Linked DNA regions of Danio rerio: regions 2 and 3 are each linked to region 1. Evidence: chromatin contacts called from public Hi-C and Micro-C data. All regions are on one chromosome and are shown on one strand. Each heading gives the region's core, a stretch centred on a gene start, on an enhancer-like site or on the middle of the called end of the contact. The rest is flanking DNA. Distances are from core to core; before and after follow the strand shown.

Region 1 (3,947 bases), core at 966-3,465:
AAAAAAATGCACATTTTAAAGCACTTTATGGGACCTTAAACGGAAGCCAGAACTACTGAAGATTACCAACAATTACGGTCCACCTCTCTGATTGGCAGATTTTTTATCAGCCGTCAGCAGGTAAGTAATGCACACAAATTAAGAAAATTAAGATTTAGACATAAAAATAAAAATTTTTATTTTGTCGCATTCCCATAAATATGCAAAACAAAGCTGTAATTTTAAACCCACAAGGCCATGATGCTAATTTATTCCAGATTTGAAAGTCAAATAAAGGTTTAAAATGATGATTCACTTTAATCCAACTAGTTACACGCTTTCTAGAATAAGCAGCAATGCAAATCCCAATCTACACAGCACTGTTATGTAAATTACATCACAAAGGGGTTTATTTTCAGGACAAAACTCAGATCAGCATTGACAACATATGCAGAAAGGGAGTGAAACACAGTAGGACATGTGTTTAAAACCTTTCAAAACAGACAACACTTAAAATAAGCTTCATCATACCGCTCCAACACTTCACATTTACTAGTAGGAAGTGCTTTTACCACACATTCCTTCACAAAGAGAACTGGCTGAAAGTCACATTCCTGAAACCGATGAAGAACTTGCAGCTTTTCCTGGTTTATGTTTACACAGATAAGAGCCTTGGCACTCCTTTAGCATTCACCTTTTAAACCCTGCACCACCTCAGACACTTCCTTTCTTGCTTTCAAACAATCAGGCTAATTCATCCACAGTGAAAATAAATATAAATATCTACATGCTAAGAAAAGTTTAGGACACCTGTGTGTGTTGCATCCAAATAGTTACAAGACACATAATAATTCAGGAACGAGCAATTTTTAACAATATCTTAAATAAAATAAGCACATAATAAAAACACATCAGAAAGTTTAGCTCATAATCAGATTACAGAATTTAGATTAATCGATTGTGACAGATATATGAGTGATTGCTCAGCGACGCCAATAATGCTCGACAACGACCCCTGTTGATAAGAATTAGAGTGTCACCCTATGGGCACATTTCCAGCTGTCAATTCTGTCCTCAATCATTCCTGCAAATGTGACCGTCATTAAAACACAGGCATTCAAATACAGACATTAATATTGGCTTACCTGTGACATCTGAGGGCGGAAGTTGATCTGCTTTAGGTCCACGGAACCGGGAGACAGATTGTGCAGCATCTGGCACAGGAGCACCCCATCTCTGAGCGCCTGGGCCAGGTCAAAAACCACCGCTGAGGGCCAAACGACCCGGTGGTTCGGGGGCAAAACCTTACAGTCTATCAGCCAGCGCCCGCACTGCCTCCACTCCTCCATACTGACAAGAACGAAGCAAAACAGGAGGCAAGAATAAAGAAAACGAGCAGTCCAGCGCACGCAAACGAGAGAAGTGCCAAGATAAAACTGACAAGAAATGATGCCACTTCCTCTCCGCGGTCCAAAGGGCACTAAACTGCCTAAGGTCGGTTATGCGGGAATGGCTTTCCCAATTATAAACACGCTTAATAAACTTGTTAAAGTATTAAACCCACCTAGTTTGAGAACTAACCGTTCAGTTTGTCCAATATAGAGCAATTACGAAATAATCCAATTATTAAGACACATTATTACAGAAGATAAAGACAATAACGACGCTAAAATGTGATTTAGACGCGTTTTCTCCTCAGAGAATCAGCTGAGTTTCCTCTTCTTCATCATGAACTGACATGTTTGGCTCTGCAAATGCGTCCTGTCACAGCAAAAAATGTTTCTCTCTGGACAACAATAGATATTTTCCTTAACAAGAAATGCTGGGAAAGGCTGCAAAACAGCTGCTACACGCAATCTCGCGCAGTTTATCAAAGTTTTATGGTTAAATGAGGCAATAAATCCATGTTTTGTAGTCTTGAGTAGATAGCTCCTCACAGGCGCTCGAGCAGCAGGCGGGATGCGATCTTAACAGCGTCCAACTCCTAAAAGAATCCGGTCCAAACTTGTTTTTAAAACTTCTTTAGTGAAATATCACAACGCTCGGCGAAACGCGCAAACTCCGGCGTATTTAACGCGAAACCGTTGTTCGTCCCGCTTCGTTCGCGTCCATAGAGAGACAAACGCCGCGAGGGCTCCGTGCTGATCATTCGTCCGTTGAGTAGCGAGGATTTCTCGGTTGTTTCTCAGTGTGGATGGTTTGAGTGTTTTGATTTCTCCGCTCGCGTGAGTGCGGACGGGCGGGTGAGCGCGCGCGCAGCAGGAGAAAGGGCGCGCGCTGGTGAGTTTGCATCTGGGTTCCGGTCGCGCTCGTCCACGTGTGAGAAGGAGGGTCGGTCTTACTAAAACAGTCTCATTTTTTAACATTTATCAGCAGACTTTGTGGACATCGTGGTAAACACAAATGTACGTTCGGGTAGTGTGGGGAGAGTTTATGTCAAAAATGCATCCAAAGAGGGCGAGCTCGATTTTGTTTTTGTACGACTCAGAAGGGGCTTGTTGTGTTTTTGGGGAATAAATGACATACTGACAACAAATTATTTTGCATTGGCTAGAAATGTGGCTTCTATTCTGAAAGACTTCAACTTTTGACTGTAATAAAATAAAAAAAAATACTTAAAATAACTTAAAGTTAAATAAAGAATACCCCAATATATTAAATAATGGTGGTGTTTTTTTGTATTCAATTTATTGATTATTATTAAACATTAATTCATTTTCTTTTTCGGCTTAGTCCCTTTAAATAATCCAGGGTCACCACAGCGGAATGAACCGCCAACTTATCCAACAAGTTTTTATGCAGCGGATGCCCTTCCAGCCGCAACCCATCTCTGGGAAATATCCACACAAACACACTACGGACGATTTAGCCTACCCAATTCACCTGTACCGCATGTCTTTGGACTGTGGGGGAAACCGGAGCACCCGGATGAAACCCACGCGAAGGCAGGGAGAACATGCAAACTCCACACAGAAACGCCAACTGAGCCGAGGTTCGAACTAGGGTTGTAACGGTATGAATTTTTCACGGTATGATAATCGTCTAAAACAATACCACGGTTTGACGGTTTCGCGGTATACGGTATGTTACAAATGTTACAAAATAATAGAACAGTGAAGCAAATTTGACTTTTTCCAAATAATATATTTTTAGTTACTATAAACAACACCACTTACAATGAACAAATAAAAATAAGAAAATAATAAATAATGTGTCAAAGTCCAAATAAAGTCCAAATAAACATGGTGCAAATCCTCAGTAAAAAAATAGATATAAATATTTACTATACTATAAATAGTTACATAACGAAACTAGATTCAATATGGAACATCCTTAGGTTTTATGTGCCAGCATGGATATGGTTGTCTATCGATATGGATTTGGATGTGGTTGTCTGCAATGCAGACAAACAGCTGCACCTTCATTTGCGTCTTTTGAAAACAGCAAGAGCAGCAGTTCGTCTTTGCTGTGTCACTGTTTTGACATGTTTCTGTGCTGCTGTGCATGCAAAAGTACTTAGTATGAGAATTATTTCATGAAAAACTTTTTTTTTGCGTTTTATTTAGCCGCGCATAAATGTATGCCTATCTCTCATTCCGTGTTGTTCAAAAAGCTTGGTCCACAAACAAAAGCGAAACCTATGCTTATTGGTTGTGATATAGCGAGTTTGAACCAATCTGGGCATGGAGGAGGGACAATGCATCAATGTATCATGTCTGATTTGTCCGGAGACACAGTGACGAGCGTTTCTTTGTCAAATCAGCGTTGTCAAATGTTGATGACGTAACCGCACTGATTCCGGAGCCTCTGAAAGTCCGCGAATGTTATGTGATACAGCACTGGAAAGCTGAGATTCTCTTCTTTATGCCAATCTTTGAATTGTATGAATCGGATCAGCGGATCAAAAGTTATTAAACATTTAAAAGCAATACTTATTTTTAGCCGCGGGCGGCTGTCTCGGTCTTTAA
Region 2 (3,562 bases), core at 427-2,926, 130 kb before region 1:
TGTATAAATCATACTGACACTGCCTCTAAAACTTTCATCCGTAATGGGGGAAAAAAAAATTTGAACTGGGTTAAATTTTATCTGCTTTTCACATGCGAAAAAGCGATATGAGAGATGTTTCCACAGTTCAGAGCCACCGTACAAGAAAAAGCTAATTACAGGATGCCGTCATTTCAGCTACAGATGACAAACACAGTGCATAAAATAAAGACAGAATGTGGCGGGCAGCTGAGAACCCCTATACACTGAATTCAGTGACTGGCGTACCTCTCCCCTGCTGCTGATTGGTGTGTGTGTGTATGTCTCTCCATACATTTGACGTACTACCCATAGACATTATAATAGAGAGCATGGTCCGCTTTCGGACTGTTGCTTTGATACCTCATAGTGGCTGGCATGTATTATAATGTCATATAACATGCCAGTCTCTGTTTAGGATTTGTTTACTTACGTGAATGTGTGAAGTATCACAAGCAAAGTATCAAAATTCCACTAATTTCCTGAAATAAACTTTGGGATAATACAGCGCTGCTCTTTGATAATGAGCTGAGCTCTTCTTGCTCTCTATTGGTTGAACACAATATGCAGCCAATACTTTAGAAAAGAGAGGAGAACGTATTACTGCTTAAACTGACTCTGAAATGTTTTGGGTTTTCTTGTAATAGATTAATAAATACACATAAGACTCAGTGTGCAATGTTTGTTTACATAATACATTTTTTGCAAATGATTACGAAAAAAATGCATACGAACATTTCCGACTTCAGTGTGTAAAGACCTTCAGACTCCGCAGAAAACCATAAATCAGTATATTTCACTTTAATATTTGCTCCATAGTGTTTTTTATGACTGTATTTTGTTTATTATATGAATAAAATAATTTACATCGAATATATTCATATTTTCACTCGCCTATAAAATCATTCCAATCCATCTAAAGTCTTTGCAAAAAGAGTTATTTAAGTCATCTGGTGAAAATATATCGCATTTCATAGTTATATACAGTATATTGTATCACAGAGAAAAAAAAATATTGCAATGTCAATTTTTTCTATATCGTGCAGCCCTAATATGAACCACAAAAATCCTTAAATGTCCTGCTTTTAATTAAAAACCTAAAAACCTGAGAGGCATTGTGGATGTGCATATTGCTCAGAGAACAGACAGTGGGCATGTTGCATGCCTGATGTGATACATTCAAATCTCTGAATGCAGCACTCTCAGTACGTTCAGCATGGCCTGCTGTTCATCTGCTGGAAAGGAAGCCAGACACGCAAACCTCTGTGAGCCCGGAGGAAATGCAGTTCAACCACCACAAAGAAAGAGGCCATGCCAATCTCAGCTGGGAGGCCTGAATCGATGCCAAGCTGGGACGGCACACAGTGGCTGGCATTTCAAGCAGGGGTCAAGTTCAGCTCATCAGCTGGGCATCTGAGGAGCGAATCACTGGCTTACAGCTGCTATTTACCATCTGTCCACTAGGACAAAAACTTCCTTTTCTGATCTTACAAAATGTCACAAGATCTTCAGCGAACTGTTTCTGGAGCACAACAAACTAATCAAAAAGCCAGAAGAAAGTAAGATGTGAACTTTCTGACTGTGGAGGGTGAGAATGGAAGCATGCCACATGCAGAAGCGAGGGCCGATCCACGCGTGGGCTCCGTTCCAGCTCGTTTAAATTTACACACTGCAGTTTCGCGTGCCAAGCTGTGACGCTGCGCCTGTTTGCAAGAACGCTCTGGGCCAGAATCACACTGATTGAAGGAGCATTTGTGGTGTTATTCAACCACAACCACCATTCCCTTGACGTAAACCGCTTGGGAACACAGGAACATGGGCGGACTGTCTCCAAAGCCACTGCTAAAATAAGAGCGGATAGGCAGATGCCACAAACGAGAACTGCGCTTTTCCTCTCAAGCAAATGATCACATTTAAGACCCCTTAAATCTTTCCAAAAGTCCTACCACCACAGCGTCGGGACAAACCACAGGGTCTTAGATGCATCCTGACATGCCACAGAGCTGGTTTGTTTGAGATGGGAATTGTGTCGCTGCTCCCTGTCAGCACCTCGCTGACCTCAGCATCTCTAGACACCCGCTAATCCAAACATATCTGATTCATAAAGAGGATCTGAGTCTCATCTCATCTGACAGGATAAAAGCTCTCGGCCCGAGCACATCTCTTATTCTACGCAGCATGTCACAACACTTAACTAGTTGATCAATCACTTTTTTCGAACGAGACATTACATCATTGAATGGAAACAGAGTAAATGTAATTGAGTTTGTGGAGTGTTTAGAAAGTAATGTGGTAGTGGGCATGGCTTCAAAAGATCTAGAGCTTCCTTTAGACTGCAAATGTCCAAACTTGCCCTTTTCAAAAGCATCTACCTGTTGTTTGCAACTTTACATTAGTGAGATGGAGTAATTTGTTTAATGCCTCACTGTGAAGCAGAGAAGGCCATTAAGTTAATGCATTTCTTCACTCTTTTGTTCCACCAGGCCTGGTGCATTCGGCTATGCGGGAGGACTGACCTTCTGTGCGCCCCTGGCGTTGCTTCTCTCCGCTCTAAAGATCCCATCTCAGCCTGGTGACATATACACACACTCGGACAAGCACATCCAGAATGTCAGCTCAGGTCGCATGTGACAGAGAAGACTTAACCCTTACATACTGCCTTTTGAATGAAGAGCTGAGGCTAACATGCAATGCAAATTTACAGATTTGCACCAAAACAGGCCTGGCGTTTCATCCATATAATGGAACATTAGCTTAAATGCAATCGAGAGACAATGGAAACAGAGACAGAATGAGAGGAGAGGCAGCGAGGGAGAGAATGGGAGGAAGGCTGCACTGCCATAGGAGATACAACAGATGGGACTGAACATAAAAGCAATATTACAGTTTCTAGATCGCTGACCTACATGCTGGTTAAATTACTTTTTTTTTTTTACCCATCTCTCCCTTTCTCCATTTCCTCTTTTTGCAGGAAAAGAAAATAAAGTTGGTTGGTGCTTGTTTTTCATACATCTCTGGAAATTGAGCCGGTGCATCCAGATCAGACAAAGTCCACTTGAGTAAATGGGATTTGACAAACATGCTGGAGGGAAGAAGGTATTTGAGGAGTGTGTGGATAGACACCTTGTTCAGACAGAAGGCTGTGCATTTAACTAGCTGAATATCATGATATCGTCCTCCGTTGATTAATACTGGAGATACTTTTAACATTATCTGAACCAGAAATTCCCAAATAAAAAGTTAATAACACTTTCATTATCTGGAATATAAAAATTAATAAATAATAGGACTTTTCACACATGTAGACCTTTCCGAAAAATTACCAGCAATTTTCCAGAAAGGGATCATGTGTGAACAGGATCTTTCTGAAAATACCGTTAAACTCGTTCCGTTAATTATGCGGAAAGAGAAGTTTTAACATTACCGGTAATTTGCCGGAATGCTGCACTGTGTGAAAGCAGAAGGAAAATTGCCGGAAAGACTGAGTTCACATCTAGAACATGCTGATGTAAGACATCTACTCCAACCAATCAGATCACTCAGA
Region 3 (3,944 bases), core at 169-2,668, 220 kb before region 1:
AGTTATTAAAGGTCCTAAACACCTATAAAAGAAAGAGTCAAAACCTTAACCTACAAAGACACTGACCTGGTGAACAAATATGGAAAACCACTGGATAAAAATGCTTTATATTTACATTTAATAATTTTGGCAGATATTTATATCCAAAGCAATGTATTACCAATGCTAAAGTGACTTTAAAGCCTTAATTATGTATAGGATGTCCAATCAGTAGTTTCTCTGACATTAATACTTTTAATCATCATTGATGCATTAAATTTTAATATAAATGTTTAATGACTAGTAATGACTATGAAATAAAATTATACATTTTATAATTGAAAATAAAGATCCCATATGAAACCTAACATTGAACATTCTCCTTTGCCATTAAATGAACAAATTTCCTAATTAAATTCTAATAAAATACAAACAATAATAAAGTTGAATTCATTTTTGATGAAATAAATGCAGTCATGGTGAGCATAAGACAATTCTAAACTATATTGTAGATCTTTTTTTTTTTTTTTTAAGTAGTTTTACATAAATATTTTCTACAGTAACATACACTCACTGGCCACTTTATTAGGTACACCTTACTAGTACCGAGTTGGACTCCCTTTTGCCTCAAGAACTGCCTTTATCCTTCATGGCATAGATTCAACAAGGTATAGAAATATTCCACAGAGCTTTTGGTCCATATTGAATCTTCCGTTCCACCATTTCCCAAAGGTGCTCAATTGGAATGAGATCTGGTGACTTTGGAGGCCATTTGAGTACATTGGACTCATTGTCAGATTCAAGAATCCAGTCTAAGATGATTCACTTTATGGCAGGTGGCGTTATCGAAGTAGCCATCAAAAGGTGGGTAAACTTTGATCATAAAGGGAAGGACATGGTCAGCAACAATATTTAGGAAGGCTGTGGCGTTGGCACGATGCTCAATTGGTGCTATTGGGCCCAAAGTGTGCCAAGAAAATATCCCTCATTCCATTACAATCATAGTTGACAGGAGTGGATATTTTCTCTTTTTTGGACCATTCACTGTAAACCCTAGAGCTTCTTACAGCATCGAAATACAATTTTTTATAGCATCTCTATAAAATACAGCATCAAATTGAGAGGTCAATGATGGAGAATTAAGCAGCGATTTTTAGCTGATTGCGATCTGAAACCAAAGCATCTATGCTCAAAAGAGGATATCCTCAAAGAAAGAAGCCTTTTAGGAAACAGCACCTGTCATCTGAACCACAGCAACTCTCCCTAGGTTAGAGTGTATGAAATGGGGTGCGGATAATATGATTTAAGCATGGCTGATTTAAACAGTGTCACTGTATCCACCTCCCAAAGCTCTCTTCCCGCTCTGCTGTGTCCTGCCCGTCTGTCACACGTCACACTCTTTCTCTCTGTATCCATTATTAATGCGTGCTGTGAATTAATGATGGTTTGTATCATGCAGGGCGTCCTGTTTTATACATGATCTCTATTAGCAGTGGCTAGGCAGAGTGGAGAGCCACATGGGTCTTGTTGGATGAGGTAAAAATGATCTGAATGTTTTATAGGATTTAGGGGTTCAGAAGAGGTGCTGCTGCTCTGCTTTTAAACTTTAAATCAAAATAAATGGAAGTTGAACAGGTTCCTTATTTTTTCTTAAACCCTCTCAGTGACGGAGGAGCTGATAAGGGTGTCGATGATGATGAGCGCTTCTCACCTTTAGCAGAAGGTGGTATTTAAGGACCCTCTGCATGGGGACCACCAGGAGATCCTGCAGCTTGAACTTCCCCTCTTGAACCTTCATGGTACACTCCTGTGGAGGAATATTATGACAACAGTTCAACAGAAACTCAAAAGTACTACTGAATACCAAAATCAAAATGGCACTTTACAAAGCTGAAAATGACAGTGCTTCAGGAAATGACATTTTAAAGTGGGGGAAAAGTAAACAACATAAAAAGAATAAACAAAATAAATACAAACAACCTAACAACATACACTCATAAATATACTATTTTATCTATACATAATAATTATATATTGAATAGTAGAAAAAATATTTAGATGTGTGTGTGTGTGTGTGTGTGTGTGTGTGTGTGTGTGTGTGTGTGTGTGTGTGTGTGTGTGTGTGTGTATAAGATATAAGATGCGCAGATCAACAGATGCACAGATATATAATATATGAGATTATATATCAAACAAATTCTCCACCTGCATCTATTCATTTCTCTAATATAGATATTCACTCCTGATCATCACATTAATTATTCTAACTCTTTATTTTAAGTGAGAGGTTAGTGAATTGCTTATTTTTATCAGAAGATTCAGTGGCATTGGAGCTAATCTGTGCAGTGCATCTATAGAAAATATGCTAGTTGCTTTTTATTTGAATGAACATTTATTTATGAAGCAAAAGTTTGGCTTTGCCCAGATTGGCCTCCATTTTCTTATTAAAACAAACACCGGCTTTACTTCCTTCAGACTTTAATGGGAATGTCACTGTTGCTCTCATTACAACACACAAACTATATCCTATGTTTAGCCCAAGCATTGACTTGTTAATTGCTTCGCCTAAATGCTCCCACACTGTTCTCTTCTTGCCTTTCATTTTTGTTTTAATTGTCCCTTTTTTATTTTCTCTCAGATCTTTCACCTCCATTTCAGCCCAAAAACACAGTTTGAGAATCTGCATAATAGAAAATATATTTGAAAACAGTCCTATATTTTAAGAAAAGTTAAAAAAAATACAAGTTTTAAGTGCCAGATTATGCAAAATATACCCAACTAAAAGTAATACTTGTAATAGGTGTCAACAATCTCCAGCAAATCACACACACATGTTTTGGTCTTGTCCAAGATTGACAGTGTTTCGGTCTAAAATGTTTGATTCTTTTGAAAAAAATCTTTAACATATCAGCCACTCCAAACCCTCTAGCAGCACTATTCGGAAATCCTTCTAGATCAAATATGCTTTCAATAACACAGAATGTTGTTACTTTCACCACATTATTGGCTAGAAGGCTTATTCTCCTTAGGTGGAAACAAACATATCCAACTTCATATGACAGATGGATAATATATAAATTAGTTTTTCATTAAGAGGGTCTTTAAAATCTTTTTACAAAACATGGAAACCTTTGTTGAATTATATTTACACCATTGATCTTGAAGCGGACGATGAATAAATAATAATGAATATTTTTAATTATTTATTTATTACTGTTATTGTTAGATTTTTTGTAATTTATTTATTCATTCATAAATATATATTATATTATATTATTTATATATTTACATTTACCGTGTTATTTAATAACTATATTGTTTTTATGTTCATTGGTTCTTAGTTGTGAAAAAGCAGTACAGTGTGTTACTTATTTTTTGTATGAATATAATATTGTATCTGCACAAAATGTAAAATAAATATGTTTGTCAAAAAAGTTTTCAGATTAGCTGGCCTGCCCAACCTGCAAATTATTTGGAGCACCTGCAAATGCAGCCGCTATCCACAGATATAAATCATCTATAATTTAATTTCATAATTAACCCTCCACAGGAAGTTTGATTAATAGGCAATATTACAGCCTCCACTGCTTTTCGCCATTTGTCAGAAAGAAACAAATCAATCATTCATCGAAGTTAGACGATTAACATTGGTGAACTTTTGTGATTTGTTATTTTTTTATTTATTTCTTTTTTGGGGAAATTTGCAAGCCAGACTGGCTGGGGAAATCATAATTCTATGGGATAATCTAACCCTAATCATAAATAAGTTACAGGAGGCTTCAATCTTCACAATCTTTACATCAAGACACATTCACATGCTGAATACGTTATTTGAATGCATACTGCAGAAATATTTAACTTCTCAGGTACAGCACAAACTACAGTGGTTATGGAGCCCAATTTAAGACTGATATCTCATAATGTGACTTCAGTTCATATCTGAACAAATATTATGAATATCAATA

Evidence for each region. Hi-C and Micro-C count contacts between places; a contact is called where the count stands out from the background.
Region 2: a contact with region 1 is called in a Micro-C map of caudal fin, with 4 times the contacts expected there. The contact joins the enhancer-like site here to the promoter of vav2 in region 1. A contact is called at or near these places in 1 of 18 Hi-C or Micro-C datasets (caudal fin) and 3 of 4 datasets of contacts at active chromatin or transcription factors (embryo, gastrula embryo and pancreas).
Region 3: a contact with region 1 is called in a Hi-C map of embryo, with 2.6 times the contacts expected there. The contact joins the enhancer-like site here to the promoter of vav2 in region 1. A contact is called at or near these places in 10 of 18 Hi-C or Micro-C datasets (caudal fin, embryo, fibroblasts and 3 more) and 4 of 4 datasets of contacts at active chromatin or transcription factors (caudal fin, embryo, gastrula embryo and 1 more).

Annotation. Positions count from the first base shown.
Region 1 is chr21:19,664,119-19,668,065 of GRCz12tu, forward strand. It overlaps vav2 (vav 2 guanine nucleotide exchange factor), which reads right to left and starts at 2,216. Exons shown (of 29, transcript XM_068216026.2): 1 at 1,125-2,216. The coding sequence starts at 1,328.
Region 2 is chr21:19,533,860-19,537,421 of GRCz12tu, forward strand. All of the region lies in intron 2 of vav2 (vav 2 guanine nucleotide exchange factor), which reads right to left. Among named protein-coding and RNA genes, the nearest start is that of vav2, 130 kb to the right of the region's middle. Within about 2 kb of position 1,677, at least 8 of the 62 cell types and tissues checked have an H3K27ac peak or open chromatin away from gene starts, as enhancers often do. A contact at or near this core is called in caudal fin, where this site is marked.
Region 3 is chr21:19,448,108-19,452,051 of GRCz12tu, forward strand. vav2 (vav 2 guanine nucleotide exchange factor) reads right to left here. Exons shown (of 29, transcript XM_068216026.2): 11 at 1,691-1,786. Among named protein-coding and RNA genes, the nearest start is that of dnai1.2, 86 kb to the left of the region's middle. Within about 2 kb of position 1,419, at least 4 of the 62 cell types and tissues checked have an H3K27ac peak or open chromatin away from gene starts, as enhancers often do.